2 separate regions of the Zea mays genome follow, and region 1 is linked to region 2. The links are chromatin contacts, called in public Hi-C maps. All regions are on one chromosome and are shown on one strand. The core of a region is the stretch at or near the end of the contact, and the rest is flanking DNA. Distances in the headings are between cores, read along the strand shown. Region 1 holds the start of LOC100272702 (Pentatricopeptide repeat-containing protein). Region 2 holds the start of LOC100274557.

Region 1 (3,658 bases), core at 948-3,447, 310 kb before region 2:
GCGCCGGCGGCGACGAACCTCCGATTTGGCCACCGGCCGGTTGCAGACACATAACACCCAGAGGCGGATCCAGTGGGTGGTTTATATGGGCCACGACACACCCTAAGATTATATCATATAAGGCTAGTTAGCATATATAGTGGTGTAAGTACTATCTTTTGAACTTGACAGTCAAGTTTCTGAGTCTTGTTGATCTCTATTTTTTGTTTCTTTTTTTTATATTTTTCCTGGCACACTTAAGCGTAGCAGCGGGGTCCGTTACTAATGCCACCAATGATAAAACATTTGTCATTGTCAAGCTTGACAGAACATCCATCTGCCATTTGGACCCTGCTGCATCACCTCAGGTCCTCAGCGTTTATCACTCGCTGGGCCCAATGATAAAACATTCTCGGCTTTGGACGCCAGATCTTTTGACTTTGGGGGTTTCCTACCACATCTGGTTTAACGTCTCAGTCAACAGTTTAGGAAAAGAGATTAAACCCAAAAAAAAACGAATCTTAGGCAGCACTAGACAAGTAAACTCAGTTCTCTCGCCAGGTTCTTCTGGCCTAGACAAGTAGTACAGAATATAAACACTTGTAAATGCACGCGAATGACGTGGTGACAAGGTGAGAAAATTCATTAACAACGTGGCAGTGGCATCTTGAACTTGAAGTAGCGTGGTTGGAAAAGCTACCGGGTGATGCGTAAAAGCCAAGCTCTGTCATCACTCACCGTTGACTTGAACTGAAGACACGGCACCACTAGCAGTCCTCGAGATCGTCGCTTTCCTGGCTCCCATCTCCAGCCTAACATCCACGACACGTCCCCAGTCCTCATCCGCCGCGCACAAGTTGGACGCCAGCAGGTAGTTCCCTGCATGGTGGGGCTCCATCGCGATCACATGATCCATCACCCTCCTGGCCAAGCCGGCGTCCCCATGGTCCCGGCAGGCGCCGGCCAGGGCACGCCAGATCACAGGGTCGGGCGCGACGGGCATGGCCAGGACGAACTCGAACGCGTCGGCCAACGACCCGGCCCTGCACAGCAGCTCCACCATGCTGCCGTAGTGCTCCATCTGCGGCGCGATGCGGTGCTCCTCCACCATGGACTCGAACAGCCGGCGCCCCTCGCTCACCAGCCCCGCGCAGGCGCAGGCGCCGATCGCGCTCAGGAAGGCCACCTCGTCGGGCACGAACCCTTCCCTGAGCATCTGCGCGAACCGGACGAGCGCGGCCACCGCGTGCCCGTTCGTGGCCAGGGCCTGGACCATGGCCGTCCACGAGACCACCGTCCTCCTCGCGGCGCCCATCGAGTCGAATATCGCGCACGACCTCTCCACCTGCCCCGCCTTGCCGTGCATGTGTATGAGCGCGTTGGCGACGCGGGCGCTCGTCGTCCCCCGCCGCAGGAACCCGCTCTCCGCCGCGCACGCCTCCACCCAGTCCCCTAGCCCCGCCGCGCAGTCCAGGCTCGCGCACGCCGACACGGCGGCGAGCAGGGCGGCCTCGTCGACCTCGGCGCCAGCGAGCCGACGCATCTCCTCGAACACCCCCAGCGCCTCCGCGGGGCGCCCGTTCTCGCGGCACGCGTCGATCATGGCCGTCCACGACACGGCGTTCCTCGCGCCGGCCCCGATGCCGGCGAACGCCGTCCTCGCGTCCCTGAGCCGCCCGCACCTGCCGTACATGTGCACCAGCGCGTTGAGCGCGTGGAGGTCGAGCGCGGCCACGTTCCGGGCCGCGTACCCGTGGACCTCCCGCCCGGGCGCCGGCCTCCTCAGCTTCGCGCACGCCGACATCAGGATCGCCACCGTGACGACGTTCGGCCGGGCCCCCGCGCCGCCGCCGCCGCCGCGCGCCATGGCGGACGCGGCGGCCAGCGCGCTGCGCGGGTGGCCGCAGCGCGCGTAGGCGGACACCAGCGTGTTCCATAGCGGGACGTTCCGGCGAGGCGCTTCGTCGAACAGCTGCCGCGCGGCGGCGATGCGGCCGGAGGACGCGTAGGTTTTGAGCAAGCCCGAGCAGAGGTGGAGGCAGGTGAAGAGGACGCCGACCTTCAGGGCGTGCGCGTGCAGGTGGGCGGCCGAGGCGGCGGAGAGCGCGTGCAGTATGGTGCCGCCCGTGCGCAAGCCGGTGGCGGCGTGGCGCTTATGGGTCATGGTGGCGGGGCGAGCCGACGCGAACGGGTCACCATCATTTTTTTTTTCTGGGAATGGGGAGGCCCAAGGAGTTCGCCTCGCGATGGGATCAAAAATCGCGCCCAGAACGAGAAGCCTCGATCGCTAGTTAGCTGGCCACGGTCGTTTAACGGACCCTGATAGACCATTTGCATTGCATCCTCCCAAAGTCCCAAAAATTGTGCCATCCTGACAAGAAATTTCACATCTCCCATATTTGGGGAATTTTAATATTAAGCCCACAATACGAATTAAAATTCTGGATGAAACGACATAGAAGAAAACCAGATGAGATTCAAACCTTCATGCATTAGAGAATCAGAACAAGGCTGGACTACAATACAAGAGGTCCTCTAGTCACCATGTCAGAGGATTTAGGGCACCCAAATATATTTTACAACCTGGAGGGGGCATGCATAACACTTACAGCATTGTGCCAACTCTTATTCTCTACAACCTATGAAAAAATTATACAACGTTCCTCTGCAGCTCAAGACCTCAGATTACAGAGGCACAACTCGCTCTTCCTATCCTCTACTCCCTAGGAGATGTCACAGTCGTCTTCTACCTACTTGAATCCCATAGCTACGACTGGGATTCTGACGAGGTGACCGCGGTCACCTTTCATGGCAATCTCACCGAAACTGTAGGTGCCGGTCACGGACCTCGCCGTCAGGGTCACAGTTATCTCTCGTGATGCTCCGGGGACCACGGTCACCGCCGGAGGCGTCACCTCCAGGGCGACCTCTGGCGGCATCCTTGTCATGATGGTGTAGGTCTCGGTTTCGTCGGACACGCTCGTGACGGTCCGCTTCACTACCACCGTGCCTCGAAGCTGAGAGACGGCGATCGAGGGGATGTTGAGGTCGAAGGGGCGTTGTCCCTTGGAGTTGGAGTTGCAAGCCGAGCCGGCTATGTTTGATACTTCGCTCTGGTTGACGTCGGGGATCGAGCACAGAAACGTGATGTAGTCTTCATGGCCTGCCAAGCATGGATAAAGCAAAACTAGATGAGGGATGTTACATTGCCATCTGAATAACTTCAACAAGACACCGCCATTTCGATAACTTCGACCGGCTTATTTCGATGAAAAAGTAATTGGCTTACTTGCGTCTAGAACAAGGCCAGGATCGAGGGCGCCTTTTGGGTTAACAGCGCCACTGCCACAATCGAACGGTGTGGCCCGTGAAAGTGTCATCATTTCTGATGCGGTGTACTGCTGCGCTCTAAGAGGATGGCTCCCTTTGTCCAGTGTATTGGCCGTTGTCATCAGGGCAGATTTTATTGCTGAGGGGCTCCACTTTGGGTTCTTCTGCTTTATCAGTGCTGCAATGCCAGCAATATGCGGCGCAGCCATGCTAGTTCCAGAAACCATTGCAAATCCTTCACCTGCGAAAATATTACCACAACAATTTTGAATTGGTTCAAGCACAGAAAGATATCCTCAAGAATCACTAGTCCACAAAATATGCAAAAGGACGGCAAAAGCGCAGAACT
Region 2 (4,275 bases), core at 786-3,285:
TCTGTCGGTCTGAACAATCATCTGAATCAACACTACTGTAGTACTGTTACAATACGATCAAATTGGACAGAAGCGTAAACTGCCTCTCCGGGTTCGTCCATAAGCATGCATTATTAGTGTCCTAGAGATTGTTTCCACTATGTGTTGCAATGACGCATGAGTTCTTGCAAAGCTTACAAATTTTCGTCGATCCAGCCCCTTCTCCTGTGCAACTGGAGAGACATCAGCTAACTTAGGAACACACCATGGTAACTGCCAACTGCGCCAGGGTGAGGAAAGGGAGGGCGACGTTGAATCATTTGATGATTTGAGTGTCAGAGAAAGCAGAGCAGAACATCTGAAAACTCACTATGAATAATTCAACTGGCTGATAAACCATAGTCACGCAATTAATATCGATACATCTACACAATGCAAATCAATGTTTCAAGAAACAGATGGCACTATCCTTGAGATGTCTCCGTATACTCTTCTCCTAATGTTGGCTACAATCCTGTCTGCAATTTGGACGTCAGTTTCTTCAGGATCTCTGAGCTCGCGCAGTTTCTTGGGATCCTTGCAATCCTTCAGAACGTCTGAAACGGCCTGGGCTTTCAGTAATATTGATTTCTTCTTCTCTATAGCATCATCTCCTTCCTTATCCCTGTAACCGCCAGGTAACTTTGTGGAATGTGGAACTGAGCGCATTAGATCTGCCAACTTCTGTACCAGTTTGACTAGACCAAGCCGCTTTAGCTCTCTCATAAGCATCCGGTACGTGATATACTGGGGCACCATCCCTCTCTCAAACATCTGCTCGAACTCCGCAAAAGCCTCCTCAAACTGATGGCGTCGGCAAAGCAAATGTATCAGCATGGTGCTGGTTGCAAGATCTGGCTCAAAACCACTGTTTCTCATCTCCTGAAGCATCTGCAGCGTTAATTCAAGCCGGTTCGCCTCACACAACATCTTGATCAGAAGGTGGTAAGTGAGCCGGTCTGGCGCGTAGCCATTGCTGACCATCTTCACGTAGAGGTTCATTCCCAGATCGATGCTAAGATTCCTGGCAAAGACCGTGAAAAAATAGTTGTATGTCCTTGCAGTTGGTGAAATGCCCCGCCCCAGCATGGCCTTGAGCACTCGACTAGCCCCAGCAAGGTCTCCGTGCCTGCAGTATCCGAAGACGAGGGAGTTGAATGTCGAGATATTCGGAGCCACGCCATAGAGGGGAAATTTTTCGAGCACCTTGTGTGCGTCCCCGAAACGGCCTGCATGTGCAAGCGCATAAACGATGGGGTTGCAGGTGAGCAGATTGGCCTCGATACCCTCCTCCCGCATCTGGTCAAGGAGCGCCATCGCGTGGTCAGGCCTGCGCATGACGCAGTGCGCGTCGATGAAGGTCCCGTAGGTGACCACCGTCGGCCGCACGCCTTCATCGCGCATCGCCGCCCAGAGCTTCTCCGCCTTGTCGAGTCGGCGCGCGCGGGACCACCCGTTGAGCAGGATGTTGTAGATCCGCACGTCGGGCGCCCACCCGTCGTCCTCGCGCCGGATCTGCGCGACGAGCAGCGCGGCGGCGCGAGGGTGGCCCTCCTTGCAAAGCGCGTCGATGGTCAGGATCAACGGGGAGAGCGCCTCGGCAGACGGCGTGACATCGCTTTCGACGGCGTAGCGGCCCGGGTGGCGTTGGAGAAACCGGAACGTGCGGACCGCGGAGTCGGTGCGGCCGATGCGAGCGTAGCGGCGAAGGAGCGGTGCGAACGCGGCGAGCGGGGGCGGCGGGGAGGCGGCGGCGGGCTGGAACAGGAGGAAGCGCCAGGCGGCGGCGAAGAGGCGGCGGGAGGCGAGGAGGGAGACGGCGGTGGCGGCGCCGGCCCAGCGGGCGAGGGCCGGAATCGCGGAGTCCGGGAGGGTCGGGAGCGCGGGGCGGAGGTGCTGGAGCAGCTCGGGCGTCGGGGCGATGCCGGAAGTGGCGAGGAGGCGGGCGGGGTCAGCTCCGCGGAGGATGGAGACCACGTCGGCAGCGGCGGTTGGAGTTGGAGGATGCGTCTCAACCATTGCACTCATTGCCTTCCAGTGGAACGGATGCAGTGTGTGTCTTCAGGTGACGTCGCCACCGGAAGTGCCGATGTTCCCAACCTCCGGCGAGAAAATTGCATATTTTTCCCCGAGAAAATTGGATTTTTGCCATTACGAAACTTAGAATTCGCCCAAATGCCATTATGTAAACGCGTTTCGTTAATACGCCATTCTCAAACACTAACAGACAAAATGCCATTTAGGGGGTTATTAGCAACTTCACCTTGTTTTCGTGTCCTGTAAAACTTTGATGGGACGCCTTTGCCCCTGGACAAAAGCACCGCCGCTCAACTCCACATCCCAGCCTTTCACCGGCCGCTCAGCCTTTCACTGCAAATGCGTTATATTTTGCCAAATAGCAACCACACCATCAGTCTACAAAGCATACATGACAAACATTTTCAAACAAGGAACTTCAGTTTTTACCCTCCAAATCATTGGTAACCTGTGCAAATAAAAAAAACTGGTAACCTGTGCACACTAACAGATTCAACATTTTCAGCTTCTAAACATCTGTTTCAGGTAACAGTACATTTGATAGCACACTACGATCTCCATCAAAATAACCACGATCTCCATTAAAGTAGTAGTTCATCTGACAGCACACTACTCCCACTGTCACCCCTACTTCTAATAACCACGTTGTTGAGGAGAGTGAGGCCGACGCGGTGCACGTGGGCGGGGCGGCGGGTGCGGAGCCGGCGGGCGAGGCAGAGGTAGTCCGAGGCGCCGTCGCCGTCGTGCTCCTCCAGACACAGCAGGCGCGCCTCGTCCTCCGCCGTCGTGGCAGCCGCGACCGCCGCCATCGCCGCCGCCATCGCCGCCGCCATGGAGGACGTGGGTGGGGCGCCGTCGATTTTGGCCGAGGGGAGAGAGAGGATAAGAAAAGAGAGATGACCCGGGTAAGAGAAAAGAGAACGGCGTTTTTGTTCTAGGGGCAAAAGCGTCCGATCAACTGATGACAGCATAGTAAAAGATGTTTATTTTTCAAATAACCCCCTAGATGGCATTTTGTCTGTAAGTCTGCGTTTGAAAATGGCGAATTAACGAAATGTGTTTACATAATGGCATTTGAACGAATCCGAAGTTTCATAATGGCAGAAATCCAATTTTCTCATTTTTCCCCTAGCGACTGGGGTCGCTACTTTGCCATTCCGATTAGATTAGGCCTGAAAACGGACGGACGGTTACTGTTACTGGTTTTTTAACAACGGACCGAAACGGGATAGCCGGTAACAAAAACGATCGAAAAAAATCCGAAAATCTGAAAACGATATTAATACGAATAGAATTATAGTGGTACCGATCGATAAACGGTTAATCAAGTTGGGACCTTCGCCTAAATCATCAATAGCATACCATAACAACAAACAATCTAAATCATCAATAGCATAGCAGCCCACAAATAGTTTAAGTTCACATAACATCAAATTTCCAGCACACCATCCAAATCAACAACAGCATAACAACCTACAACTAGGCTAAGTTCACAAAACATAATAACTTATTTAAACTTTCTTATTTTTGTCTCAGTTTGCCAGGTGCCATTCTACAGCTACTCATAATCATCTTGTTCACAGAAGACACAATTTCCCCCTTATCTGTAGCTTCTTTTATCTCCTGGATCAAATGAATGAAATGAACAAGTTACAATTTTATTCATATGGTCAGGAACAGATAGTTGTACATGATACTTTCTTCACTGCTATATGCAACAAACTATTACCTGTGAACTGACACAAACAGTTACAGCTTCCCATAATCATCCATAGCATCTGGGCCATTTTCTTCGCTGCTATATGTTGCATTCTGAACATCATGCTTCATTGCAACATCTAGTGCATTCATAACATCTTCAAAATCATACATCAAGGATGGCAGTTTCTTGGAATCTTGAAAAACAATTACATAGAAAGCCATGAGCATGATTAAATTAAAGACATGAGCATTATTAAACTAAAGACATCAACATAGCATGCATATGTTACCTTTTCTCTCTGCTAATATCCAATCCTTGGTGCATATTAAAGCTTCTACCATTTCAGGTTTAAGTGAAGTACGATAGGGATCAATAACACGACCACCAAAACTAAAGGCAGATTCAGAAGCTACTGTTGAAACCTGTATTGCTAAAACATCTCGAGCAATTTGTGTTAGAATGGGGTACTCTTTTGTCTTGCCTCTCCACCAAGATAAAATGTCGAATGATCCACTATG

What was found. A called contact is a pair of places that touch in the nucleus more often than the background predicts.
Region 1: a Hi-C map of leaf shows a contact between it and region 2, with 5 times the contacts expected there. The contact joins the promoter of LOC100272702 here to the promoter of LOC100274557 in region 2. A contact is called at or near these places in 7 of 25 Hi-C or Micro-C datasets (bundle sheath, ear, endosperm and 2 more).

Annotation. Positions count from the first base shown.
Region 1 is chr5:58,208,470-58,212,127 of Zm-B73-REFERENCE-NAM-5.0, reverse strand. It overlaps LOC100272702 (Pentatricopeptide repeat-containing protein), which reads right to left and starts at 2,197. Exons shown (of 1, transcript NM_001147155.1): 1 at 276-2,197. The coding sequence starts at 2,143. The coding sequence ends at 710. LOC100274487 reads right to left here. Exons shown (of 11, transcript NM_001353544.1): 10 at 3,269-3,550; 11 at 2,452-3,142. The coding sequence ends at 2,730.
Region 2 is chr5:57,899,494-57,903,768 of Zm-B73-REFERENCE-NAM-5.0, reverse strand. It overlaps LOC100274557, which reads right to left and starts at 2,035. Exons shown (of 2, transcript NM_001148912.1): 1 at 1,225-2,035; 2 at 338-1,147. The coding sequence starts at 1,415. The coding sequence ends at 427.